2 separate regions of the Rattus norvegicus genome follow, and region 1 is linked to region 2. A link is a contact called in public Hi-C data. All regions are on one chromosome and are shown on one strand. The core of a region is the stretch at or near the end of the contact, and the rest is flanking DNA. Distances in the headings are between cores, read along the strand shown. Region 1 overlaps Bdp1 (B double prime 1, subunit of RNA polymerase III transcription initiation factor IIIB). Region 2 overlaps Mrps27 (mitochondrial ribosomal protein S27).

Region 1 (6,664 bases), core at 3,228-5,727, 640 kb after region 2:
AAACCAGCCGGGGCTAGGAAGTAAGATGGTGATCTAAAAGAGAGCGAGTGTGGGTGCTGGGTCAGAAGCAAAGGGTGCAGTGGTGGCACTGTGTAACTGCCACACGTCCCCTGTGAAGACAGAGGAGCAGGTAAGTCTGTCACACTTCTAACTCTATCTACTAGTAGGACAAATGAACATCTACTAAGTCTGAGGATGAACAGGTAAAGGGACCTGCTTATCACAACTATTCCTGTGCTATTTGATGTGGCACACAATTAGGAACGACCTACATGCTTCTAATACAAACTCGGTATCACGAGGCAGCACGACACAATAATGGAATGCTGTGTAGTTACGTCGGACAGGCCGACATATGGCGGCACAGGCCTATAATCCCCACATTCAGATGACTGAATCAAGAGGATTAAGCTTTATTATTGAGATTTCTGTGTCAGATTAAAAATAACCAATAATGAAAATATTTTTAAGACATTTATCACTAAAAAATAAAAATATGTGTTTCCACGTAGACATACATGAGTGTTCACATCACCTCTGCTCATAATGGTAAAAAACTTGAAAGAACAGAGAGGTCCTTCTACAAGTAAGTGAATAAAAGAAACTGAGTCTTTAATCCTAGCAGGCAGCCTGGTCTTCATAGTCCATAATTACAGGCCAGTCTTAAACTCTGTGTTTCAAATAAAAACAAAAAACACATTGAGATACACCCATATGACAGATACTATTTTGCAACAAAAAGTAATGAGGTACTAGAGTCAGAAATAGATATGAAGATCAGAATTTCCAGGGCCAACCTGGGCTATCAGTGAGTTCTATAAGATACCTCAAGCTTGGGGGAATTAGAGGAAGGATTATAGGAGCTGAAGGGGTTTGCAACCCCATAAGAACAACAATGCCAACCAACCAGAGCTTCCAGGGACTAAACCACTACCCAAAGACTATACATGGACTGACCCTGGACTCCAACTGCCTATGTAGCAGAGGATGGACTTTTTGGGGTACCAGTAGAAGGGGAAGCCCTTGGTCCTGCCAAGGTTGGACCCTCAGTGCAAGGGAATGTTGCGGAGGGGGTAAGGAGGGGTTGTTGGGGGGGGGGGGTAACATCCATATGGGGGAGGGGGGCTTGGGGCTTGTGGACAGGAAACCAGGAAAGGGCATAACATTTGAAATGTAAATAAAGAAATATATCTAATAAAAAAAAGTTGCAACAAAAAAAATCTAATAAAAAAGTCAAATTTGAATAAAAAAAAGATAGCTCAAGCTATATAATAAAATGTCATCTCAAAATAATAAAAGTAAAATTAAGTAAAACAAACTAGTAATACACAAAGCTAACTGAATGAATATTTAGGGAAGCAGATGCTGTGCTGGCGCTGGGAGAGTCCGACTTTTAAACGTGTAATTCAGTTTCTGAAGTGGCAGACAACGACTAGATGTTAAACTCTATGGACAATGCAAAGGAGCCTCTTCTTTTGAGACACTCACATGCTATGCACTGCCACTGTCACACTGCTAACAGCTGCAAGTGTTCCGCAATACACCTGACGGGGATGCTAAAGCTGACAAGGCAGCTCACGGGGAAGGAAGACATCTTCCTAGAATGCATGAAGCCCCAAGTCAAATCAAATCCCCACCACTGTAGGAGAAGTAGTAACAATATTTTAGCAGTAACAAATAGAAGGTCACAGACTTCTGTTTCAACCTAGAACTTGCCATTAGACTCAGGATGCATAGAAATAATATACAAACAAATTCTAGTTTTATGCTTCCTTGAATTTTTATGAGTCAGGACTTTTTCTCCCAAGACAAATAACACTACCAGTATGGGTCAGAGAGCTGGATTGAAGGAACTGCAAGTAAGTGTCCCAATTCTGGCTATTTCAATAGGTCATACTAAATTAGCTGCATTTCTGTGGTAAACGGAAGTTGCACTAAAATAATTTCTGACATCCAAGTGAAAATAAACTTGTTTTTTTCTTCCCTTATTCAGATAATAAATGTATCTAATACACAATAAAACACGACAGTTGGCACATACCTCAGCTGCTGAGCTTTCAGAACTTCCAGTGTTATCAGAGACAGTTTCAGTCACACTTGGTGGTGGGAGTGGATCTGAAGATTCTTGATTTTTTTTCTGGCTTGCATGAAGTGGATTAGGTTTTTTCAAATTTCGTCGTGATACAGGTATATGAGGCTTTAGTCGCTTCTTACTATGGGTTTGAGTCACTTCATCAGATTCCAAACTATTTTTTGGACATATTAATGATAAAAATCCCAAAGGCCTTCTGCCAGGTCTAGAAATGAATACACAAAGATTCAGACAAATGTGTACACACACACACACACACACACACACACACACACACACACACACAAACGCCCTTCGCTGCTGATGTGACAGGAGGCCTTTCTCTATGTAGCTAAGTCTCCCTGACTCAGCCTCTCAAGCTCTGCTACACTACAGTAACTCAGCAAGGCACATTCTTAAAATAATTTTATTTCAATTAATGCTGAAGTGGTACTTTAGCAAGTACTGATGACACTACTCTTTGATGTATATCTGTGACACAGACAAGGTTAAGCTTAAAAGTGCACATGAATTACCTGGGGAGCATTACCAACATGGAATTCTGGATCTGAAACAGATAAAGCCTGAGTCAAATGCACCAGGACTGCAAGTTTTAGAAAACATGCTGAGTCCATGGCGCAGCCTAAGGATGGTCTGTATGAGCTTCTGTATTGTTTGAAGTTTGTTTTTGGTTTTTCTTTTTTAAGGCAGGGTTTCTCTGTGTGGACCTGGCTGTCCTAAAACTTACTCTGTAGACCAGGCTGGCCTTAAACTCGGATATCCACATGCCTCTGCCTCCCAGGGGCTGGAATTAAAAGGCCTGCGCCAGCATCCAGCCGATATTGTTTGTTTGTTTGCTTGTTTGTTTTTTCAAGACCCGGTCTCACTATGTAGGCTCTCACTGTTCTGGAACTCACTATGTAACCAGTTGAAGGCTGGCCTCAAAGTCACAGAGATCTACCTACTTAGTGCTGGGATTAAAGGTAAGTTCCACCATGCTGAGCTTGAAATAAGTCTTTTAAAGATATACGTGTCTTTTCCCTTTAGTGAAAGCTAGTGCCTGTTATTTTTAGTTTACCAAATTAAAGTTTCTGATGCAGCTGACAACAGTAATTACTAATTCCCCTAAAGGCTTCTTTCAAGTGCGTATGTGAAAATGAGTGGCGGCAGTACGTAAGGACCTAAAGAGAAACCATACTGAAAGCCACAAGGAAACAAAATGACACACTATTTGAAAAATGAATAGAACAACTTCCAGAGTCACACGACACCAACTCTATATTGTCTCATCCCAGCTACATGTTTGTTTCACAAACACCAGGTATATTCATCAAAACAATGACCACAAACAGACTGGAACTGAAGTGCAAATGTCTAAGGATTTGCTGTTTAACCAGTCAGTTTTAGTAGAGCGAAGCCCCAGTCATACAGAATGTATACCTGGACTATTTCTGTAGGCCTTGGGCTAAACTGTCTTCCCATTACACAACTGATGGAGGCTACATCTATAGAAAAGCTTAGCACCGAGTGTCATCCTCTATCAAGCCTGCTGCATATTGTTTCTCCTCATCTGAGAACAGGGAGAGTCAGTACAGAGTCTCTAATGATACCTGGTCAGAGGGGGTTTTGAAGATGACGTCACGCTGTCCCTCTGTTTAGAATTGGAAGCAGGATCCGTTTTCTCTTCTTTATCAGATACTACCTCACTCTGAGGCAGTTCAGTCATGGTGTTTTCTACACATGCATCTTTTATTTCACCAAGAGACCCAGATGACCCTGTATTCTGAGACGTTTGTTCACTGTGTTCCTTTTGAGGTTTTGAGGTTGCATGTGTGCTCTCTGAGGTAGGGAAAATGCCTTGTCCCATGCAAGACTCCTCTTCAAAGAGAAAATAGAGAGAGATTTGAAATATTTAAATGAGTTGAATAAGTTGGAGTATCTTAAGGAAAACAAACCCAGCTCAGCAAGAACAGTATATTAGAGTCAGTGGAGTAGACTATTAGGAACTACCGATTAGAGCAGGGGACTGCGGTGTAAGCATGTAACCCTAGCAACCAAAAGGCTAAACAGAAAGACTACTTTATGAGTTTGAAGCCAGTCTGGGCTACACAGAGAGTCCTATAGAGTGAGACCCTATCTCAAGAAGGAAGAAAGAAACAAGCAGGAAGGGAAGGAAGGAAGGAGAGCGAGAGACAGAGACAGACAGACTGAAGAACAACATATCAAGAAAAATGACTTGAGGATGAGTGAGGTTGCCAAAACAATGAATCAACACAGCTATCACGTGACTCCAGGATAGACAAAAGTCAGGAAAACAAAGGAGACTTTACACCAAAGGGGAAAAGTCTTTACACCAAGCAAAATGAGATCACAGGGCGGCTGAAAAGCTCGCAGTCACAGAACGGCTAAGCAGCGAAAACAAGAACCCGAGGCCAGGCGTCTCTGTGAGTCTCAGGCCAGCTGGGGCTACACACTGTGACCCTGGGTGTGGTGATGCACACCCAGAATCCCAGCAACCCAGAGGTAAAGGCAGGAAGACTGCCATAAGTTCAAGGACAGCCAGGAATAAACAGTAAAACTGTCTTAGAAACACCAATGCACAAACTGCAACCCAGAAGCACAAGGAACATGAAAAGGCAAGTCAGCATGACTCCTCCTGAGCTGGGAATGCATGAGAAACTCACGTCTACTGGTAAAACGGATCTACTATGTCAAAGACACAAGGAACCAAATAAATGAAATAAAGAACCAATTCGGAACCCAGAGAGGACTCAGCAACATGGATGTAAAGGCAGGCAAGGAAACTGAGATTTGGGGATGGGAGTGAAGGTGTATGAAGAGCAGGGATAGAATACAAAGAAAAATATTGGGAATCAAAAAGGTGAATCAAATTAGAACTACCGTGGAAAGCATTAACAATAAACCAGACCATCCCTCTCCCAAAGACACCAATACAACTATAACACAGAACTGTAGAAATAGAAATAGTATGTATTAGTACAAAAACAGCTATGCAATGCAGTAGAATAAAACAGAAATAAATATGTAGCTACAGACACCTGATTTTCAAGAAAGGTGCTAAAACAATGAAGATAGCCTAGTTTCTTCAACAAATAGTGCTGAGAAAACCAGTTACTATAACAACAGAACAGAGCTAGTTAGCTCTCTCTTATCCTGTATAAAACTAAATTTAAAATAGATTAAAGGTCTTACTCTAATCCTTAGAGTGAAACATAAGAAAACACTTCTAAAAATAAGCATTGATAAGGACCTTTTCAATGATATTATTCCTCTTAAAATTTAGTATATCTACGGTTTATCAGATATCTGTTTTACCCATGTTAATGGTTCTTATTCAAATAAATAAACAAACAAACAAATCAAGGGTACTTAGCAAAATACAGTCTTATTTAAATTTATTTCACTCACCTGTTTTCTCAAAAACATTTAATTCCTCTGAACATACCTGTTTCAAAAAAATATACAAAGTTTTTAGAAATCCACTTATTACGTAAATTGAAATTCCATTCTCTCCATCATGCTACAGAGAACAAACATTTCTGAGAAAGCTTTAGAGTTAGATGTGGAATTATACCTCAAATTAAACATTTGTGGAAAAAAGATATTGCTGCTATTTAAATTGATCTAGATAGAGCACACTGGAAAAGTGAAAGCTGTTAAATGCCTTTTATCTTGGGCATAATATTGATACCAAATCTTAAAAGGCATCAAATGAAACAATTCTTTTCATATTTATGGAGCTGAGTATCCAAGTCAGGATCTCACACAGGCTAAGCAAGTGCTCTACCACTGAAGTCCATCCCTGACCCCTCAACTTAAAGACCTTTAGAAAGAGCCCACTGACAAACTAATACTAATAGTCAATTAGTAGTCTGCTTCAAAAATGCCAAGATGATACAACAAGATAAAAGTCTAATATAATTCAACAGAAAAACTATACAACTCTCCATTCTTTAAAAAAAAGGCATGTAACTAAGGTTTCTGCAAGGTTGTCAGGCTGATTGCAGACTCTTAGACTCAACCAAACAGTTTTCAACACAGAAAGCTACTTTGAGTTGAAAATAGTGCAAGAGAAAGCCAGCTGTGGGAGCACTTATTTATAATCCCATTCTGGAACACAGAGGCAGAATAATCTTGACTTGTGAGTCCAGCCTGGGCTATATAGCCACATCCTTCTTGTCAAGAAAGAAAAGAAGAGCAAAGAAAAGCAAAGTAAAGAAACAAAACTTATAAAATAAAATCACAAATAAACCCAGCAGATTTCCTTTTCCTTAAATCTTATTATTGTTTATTTTTATTCCCTTTCCTGGTTTCCTGCCCATAAGCCCCCCTCCCCTCTCCCTCTCCCAAATCTTATTATTTTTATGTTTAATATTTTGTTTGCATATATCTGTACATGATGTGAGTGCAGATGCCCTTGGGGATCAGACGAGGCCATTAAATCCTCTGGTCCAGGAGTTACCTATATTTGCGAACTACCATGTGGATGCTGGAAATTGAACCCAGGTCCTCTGCAAGAACAACAGGAGTAAGAAGAACATCTCTTCAGCCTTACACATATTTTAGCACACT
Region 2 (6,516 bases), core at 1,505-4,004:
GTTCTAAATAACTCAAATGTCCACTTATAGTCCATTGTTATAGTCAATTTAATGAAAAATATCTAGCTTATTTTTAAGTATGAAAGTGCTTTGTGTTCATGTGTTAAAACGAAATTAGTTCCATGAATTAGAAGCAGGTTTGAAAGTAGTAAAGGGTCTCTCGCTGAATGTGGAGGGGAGCTGGCACCAACAAATCCAGGCAAGCTCAGCACCTCGACCCCGCAGGAGTGGGCTGTAGGCCTGCACACAACCATTCTGGACTTTAGATGTGGGGACTGGGGACTCACACTCAGATTTTCACTCTTTTTTTTTTTTGGTTCTTTTTTTCGGAGCTGGGGACCGAACCCAGGGCCTTGCGCTTCCTAGGTAAGCGCTCTACCACTGAGCTAAATCCCCAGCCCCCAGATTTTCACTCTTACTCACTGGCCCATACCCTAGCCCCTAGAAGGACTTTTCAACCTACAAAAAATTATTGAGCTCCTCTCTACCTTTCGCCCATATTCACTTTTTGTTTTCATTTTGATGTTTTTGTTTTCTCATTCTAGTGTGTGTGCGTGCGTGCGTGCGTGTGTGTGTGTGTGTGTGTGTGTGTGTGTGTGCGCACGCCCTGTCAGAGAGGTGTGCACATGCTGTTTTTTAACTGAGATACTGTTTCACCCATCCTAGCCTTCAGTCTCAAATTCTTCAGTATACACACTCGTCATCTCCCACAGCACATTTATTGAGTTCATTCGTTAATGCTTTTTTTCTTGCTTTTTGTCACTTGACTTCAAAATGCCCCTTATCAAATTTTTTCCTCCTCTAATACAGGATGCATTCTGGGTTCATGTTGCATTTAAGTCAAGTGTTCTTAATTTGAAATTATTCCTTACCCTTTTTTATTCCTCAGGCCTTTCTCACCGTTCTTTACGGTTCAGTTGCAGTTTTGCTTCCCATGCACACTACTCTGTGGCAATGTGATCCTGTCTGGGTGTCTGATGCGGACACAGCTGGTGACTCTCCGCCTCCCCTACACACATCAGCTCCATGTCCTGGTCACATGAGTTCTCAGCTGCAACACTGGCGGGTGTTCTCGACTGGCAGGGAGACCTTTAACTTAACGATGGTGTCCTGCTGCATCTCAAGTCTTCCCGTAGGTTTTCTTTCCGTCCATGCCTGAGTCAGTCTACACCTAAAGGTTGCAGAGTGGCGATTCTCCACCTCCTACTTGCCCTGCCTATTTACTAGTTGGCACCAGTGTGTTCCCCTTAGGCCGCAGACCTCGCTTCCTTTCCTGTTTCCTTCTCATGTATCTGTGGTCATACTTTGTGTTGACGGTTGTTGATTGCTGGGATTTTCCCCACTGGTTCATTGCTGTCATTATTTGGAGTCTAGTGTCCCATGCTGCCTGGCCAATATATTTTCCCAGTTTATTTTCCATGTCCTCTTTCTCACCACTTGCTTCCTTCTTGCTTAACAGTGTGTTCTAGGCTTAGTACCTTCCCTTCCCTAGCCTGGACTCAGCCCTTCCTTGGGAATGCTCGTGAGTTGTATTAGAAACAGGAGCTAGGCATTAGATGTCATTGATTCTTACCCAATAGCTCAAATTCCCATTCATCTGCACGGGGTTTTCCCTGGCTTTGCTGTGGTCTCCTTTCTATGGTTAGAGCTCGGTTCCCAACAGAGGCAGGGCTTTGTGGGGAGTCATAGCATTGCATGTTATACAATATCTTCTATCTAGAAAGTAGCAGCTCTCTGGTCATCGTGAAAGTTAAAAATAATCTATGCATACGTTAAGATGTCCTCTGAATTCAGTTATTCTTCTCTTAGAAGCCATGCACTCGGATAATTCTAATGTGGCTTCAAATAGCTATATAGCAAAGATCGTTCTCATGTGCCATATGTGAATAAATCCACAGTGCTATGGAACTATAAATAAAGGAGTGATGCATTCTGGGAAAGCTTATGGTTAAACATTTCCCTAGGTATGGAGGAAAGATGAGGAAATGGGGCCAGCCACTGTTGGTGTCTTGTGTTAGGTGCAGTTAGATCATTTAGACATATGGGCACAAACCTAAAGGGCTTTGTCCTGGTCACATGAATAAGTTTGCCAAAAAGTACGATGATAATCTGTTACACATAAATATCACAGGGAGCCAATTGTCTCTTCCGTGTTGAGACCAGTGCTTGAGTAAATTACCAGTCATTGCTGCCCCTCTGCCTCCAGTCAGAACTGTTTTCCTACTCTGTAGCTTGTCTTGTGCCTTCCCGCAGTAGCATGATGTGGATTCTGCACCCAAGGCTGGCAACTGGGTTTGTGTCCGGATGTCACCACTGTCCATGTCTATAGTTATGTTAGGGATGATTGATGTCTGCCTAGTTCCTAAACATTCATCCTAGAAATATGTGGAATGGATGAGTCCCTGGGTCCCTCTGTATGTCTCTCTGTATATTTGATGTGAAGTAAAGTTTGGAATTCAGACTGCCTGGAAGAAAACGGAGCCTTCGGAGGCTGTACGTTTTTCCCATTGTGTAACTGCTACCTCCTCTGGTTCATAGATGCACATTTTTCTGCATAGCATGACTGCTTGAGTTTGCTAGGGTTGAGCTCTGATTCTGAGCAGGGCTCCAGGTGCTCCTTTCCTGCATTTCCGCAGGTCAGGCAGTAGATGGCAGTGTGGTCCTTGCGAGAAACGCCCTTCCGTCTGTGCTGAGGCGCGGGAGAGCGTGCGCTCATGTGGAGCGCGGTGATTGGATATCGCTCTGGGAGTGCTGTGAGGTGCTCGGGTCGGGTTCGCTGATTGGAGGAGGGAGGAGGGCCGATATGAGGCATTTGCTCCTGTGGCCCTCATTGGCGCCGCTGCGGGTGTGGCGTTCTTGGCTCCGCCCGCCGTCCCCGGAGAGGGCTGTTTCAGGGGTGCCTAGGATCCTTGAGCATTAAAATGCTGCCTCTATTTTCTTGAAAGCTACTTGTTGCATTGTCTTGTGCATTCAGAAAGGCAGATCCTATGCAGTGAATTATCACAAAGTGAGCACACCTGCATAGGAGGCTGGAGCATCCTTCCCGCTCTGGAGACTGGGTTGTCTTTCCTGGCTTTCTTCAGAGACACCCGAAATTCTGATTTGCAACACCAGAGGCTGCTTTCTAAAAGCAGTTTAGCACTTTACACGAGAAAGTGTAAAACAGGAAAGTAGACAATGCTGTAAAGAATCCCCAGCATCCGCCATCTGCTTTCGGCTGTTATCAGCTTATGTCTGCTCCCCTTCCTAATCCTTTGGACTGTTTTGAAGCAGATCCTGCGCGCGCGCGCGCGCGCGCGCGCGTGTGTGTGTGTGTGTGTGTGTGTTATAATTAAAAAAGATAAGACTTTTTTTTTTTTTGGTTCTTTTTTTTCGGAGCTGGGGACCGAACCCAGGGCCTTGCGCTTCCTCTGTAAGCGCTCTACCACTGAGCTAAATCCCCAGCCCAAGATAAGACATTTTTAAAGCCATTGTTGTATATAAAGGTATATGAAATAATCAGCTTCTGTTACTGTTTTTTGTTTGTTTGTTTGTTTGTTTTTGTTTTTTTGGGAGGGACCAGGTCTCACCTTGTAAGCCTTGGTAGTCAGGAGGACCTTGAACTCAGAGATCCACCTACCTCTGCCTCCCCCGGATTGAGTGTGTGCACCACCACACCTGACCGATTTCTGGTATTCTTATAAACATACTTTTAATGCTCTAATTGAACAAGGAACCAACTGAATCACACAGATACAGTTGTGCTTTCTCTTGACTCTTTAATAAAAAAAAAATTGTAGAAACATGGGAGTAAACCAGATTCAACAGTATTAGTTCGAGTTCATCTATATGCTGTACCCCTCTATCAGATTGCTGCCACCCAGTCATTTTATATGTATTTTGATATGTACCTTCAAAGTCGATTTTTAAAGAAAACTATAATGGCATCCTTAAACACTGCATGTTCCCATTTCATCATGTGTTAAACATGCGTTCTTCACTCACAGAGGACTTACGTGTCACATCCCGCATGACACACTCACATGTCCCGCTTGCGAAAACTCACTTTCGTAGAGCATCTCACACTCTTGATTTGCAGATTGCATCGTTCTGCTGGTGATGAATGTGTCTAGTTTCCCATCTGTCCTAGCTGTAAAAAATAATATGATCGGGTTCGGGGCTTATTTTATTTGTTGTTATTGTTTTTTCCATGGTTGGTGGTCTAGTTGGACTTATTTTTGGTCATTTTGTTTGTGGTTAGTCTTATCCCTTGTTATTAATGTTGTTTTTGCTTTTATTTTTGTTGTCATGGGTTGGAAGAATCAAGATTGTTAGGAGGTCCTCACAGCCTGACTCTAGGGTCCACACGGCCCAGAGCCTCATAGTTTTTCCTACAGATCTAGGAGGGCTCAGCCCACCATTTGTGTCACGGGCCGACTGTTGTCCTTTTCCGTGGTTACTGCAGCTTTAGCCCTTGACCAAAGAGCCAGGTAGTGGTTTCTGGGTACTTGGTTTTGGCTGCTTGTTACTTAGTGGCTTAAGAGAGATGATACGTTACAACATGGAGCTGAGTGGAGGAAAAGGCTGCAGGAACAAACCCAAGGTCAAGTTTCAGAAAACACCAGCTGCAGTTGAGTATGGGTGGAGAGCTCAAGGCCTGGATCCCCCCCACGTCCTCCCCCAATGCCCACACCCCCTCCATCCCTGCCTCAGCCTCCTGCCTGAGGAAATGTATAGTGCAGTCATCTCTACCCAAGTGGTCTCTCCAGGCCCTGGGGTGGTAGAACACTGGAGAGTCGTGCAGAAGGCAAACGGGCTTTTCCAGTTTTAATTCAAAGTGGAATGTTACAGTGTACTTTATTCCTGCCTCGCTGAGCAATCATTTTCCACAGAACAGTAGCAGGTGGTGATGGACTGCAGCCTGGAGGGCTCTCTGAGAGTGCTATTTGGGGAGTTAAATTCCCTTAGATACAGCGAGACGCTTTCTTGAGGCATGTTCCTATGATGGGCACACCTCCTGCCTAGACAGTTTTGAGTTTAGGTGAGTGAGTTTATGGAGTCCCAGCTCCTACCTGCTGTATGCCTCAGGGCATCTGTCTTAGTTGACAGGGAAGTATGCTCGGGGACAGGTGGGAGCCTGGTGGGGTGTGGGAAAGCCGCTCAGTCACCTGACTGCAGAGAGGCTCCTCTCCCCTTCTCCTGCTTCAGCTAGAAGGGAATGGGTCTTACATTACCCCATCCCACTGGTATGGAAGTTAGATCCTCTATTTCTGTTTTTTTTTTTTTTTTAAAGATTATTGTCCTTCTTCTAAGGTAATTACTTAACTTAAATTCTAACGCTTACCACTTTATCCTTTAGAATAGCATACACACACACACACACACACACACACACACACACACACAGAGGCACACAAAGAAAAAGTGATACACTATGCTATTGTCCAATACTAAAGCTTTATCTTTCAAAACATTATATTTAAGCTGCTCTCTGGGCCCCTTTATTTACTCTCAGTTCTTACATCTCAAGTCATCTCTGAACAGCACCTACTTAACTGGACCTCTGAAGACTTCCTTAGCACTGCTGCAATACTGTTTGCATTCCTTGTCTCTACTCTGTCCCCTGTCTAAGTGTAAACACTGCCTGCTAGTGTTCATTCTGTCCCTTCCCTCATCCAGTTCTATTTCTGCCTTTCGATGCTATGCTCAAACCAAACCAAACCAAACCAAAACCCTCTCCTGGTAGAGTTAAGGTCCTTGGTTTGTTTAGAAGTTTTGGTTTGGTTTTCCTTTGTAAGTAGCTCCTAATTTTCCCCCTAGCTCTTTTTAAGATGACCCCATTCTCCCATTTCACAATGACACAGAATCTGTTTGTTGGGCTTATATGTGCAGAAGACTCTCTTTTATTATTAATCCTGAAACGCTCTCAGGAGACAGCTGGTTTGGTAAAGTGCTTGCTGAGAAAGCCCAAGGACCCAAGGGTGATCCCCCAGCACCTAATGAAGCCAGATGGGGAGTGGGCGGGGACAGGGCGGGGCCGGAAAGAAAGGATGATCCCCAGCACTGAGGGAGCCGGGTGAGTGGTGGGGCAGAGCAGGGCTGGAGAGATGACTCTGCCTAGGAGCATTGGCTGCTCTTGCTGGTGGGTTTGGCTCCCAGCAGCCACCTGTAACTCTCACAGGACCTGACACCCTCTTCTGACATCAGGTACTGCAAGCACATGGTGTACATATGGCTATGTGACCATGCAGGTAAAACACTACACAGAAAATTAATCTTTTTTAAAAAAAGATCCAGGTGTGATGGTGCCTGCCTGGATTGCCAACACCGGGGAGGAAGAAACACACAGACCCCCGGGTGTCACCGAGAGCAAGTTCACTGTAATTGGCGAGCCCCAGACACATGCACAGTACCTGAGGAACTGAGTGAAACCACAGCTGACCTGTGGCCCCCATACACATTCACAGGCCGTGTGTGCATGCGTGTGCACGTGCATGTGTTTTTCTATTACATGTCACCTCACCTCATTCTCTTGGT

What was found. A called contact is a pair of places that touch in the nucleus more often than the background predicts.
Region 1: a contact with region 2 is called in a Hi-C map of frontal cortex, with 2.4 times the contacts expected there. The contact joins two enhancer-like sites. A contact is called at or near these places in 2 of 12 Hi-C or Micro-C datasets (Schwann cells and frontal cortex).

What each region holds. Positions count from the first base shown.
Region 1 is chr2:33,116,929-33,123,592 of GRCr8, forward strand. Bdp1 (B double prime 1, subunit of RNA polymerase III transcription initiation factor IIIB) reads right to left here. Exons shown (of 39, transcript NM_001402161.1): 36 at 5,501-5,537; 37 at 3,682-3,949; 38 at 2,042-2,297. Among named protein-coding and RNA genes, the nearest start is that of Mccc2, 10 kb to the left of the region's middle. Within about 2 kb of position 4,478, at least 23 of the 93 cell types and tissues checked have an H3K27ac peak or open chromatin away from gene starts, as enhancers often do.
Region 2 is chr2:32,479,602-32,486,117 of GRCr8, forward strand. All of the region lies in intron 2 of Mrps27 (mitochondrial ribosomal protein S27), which reads left to right. Among named protein-coding and RNA genes, the nearest start is that of Mrps27, 8.7 kb to the left of the region's middle. Within about 2 kb of position 2,755, at least 88 of the 93 cell types and tissues checked have an H3K27ac peak or open chromatin away from gene starts, as enhancers often do.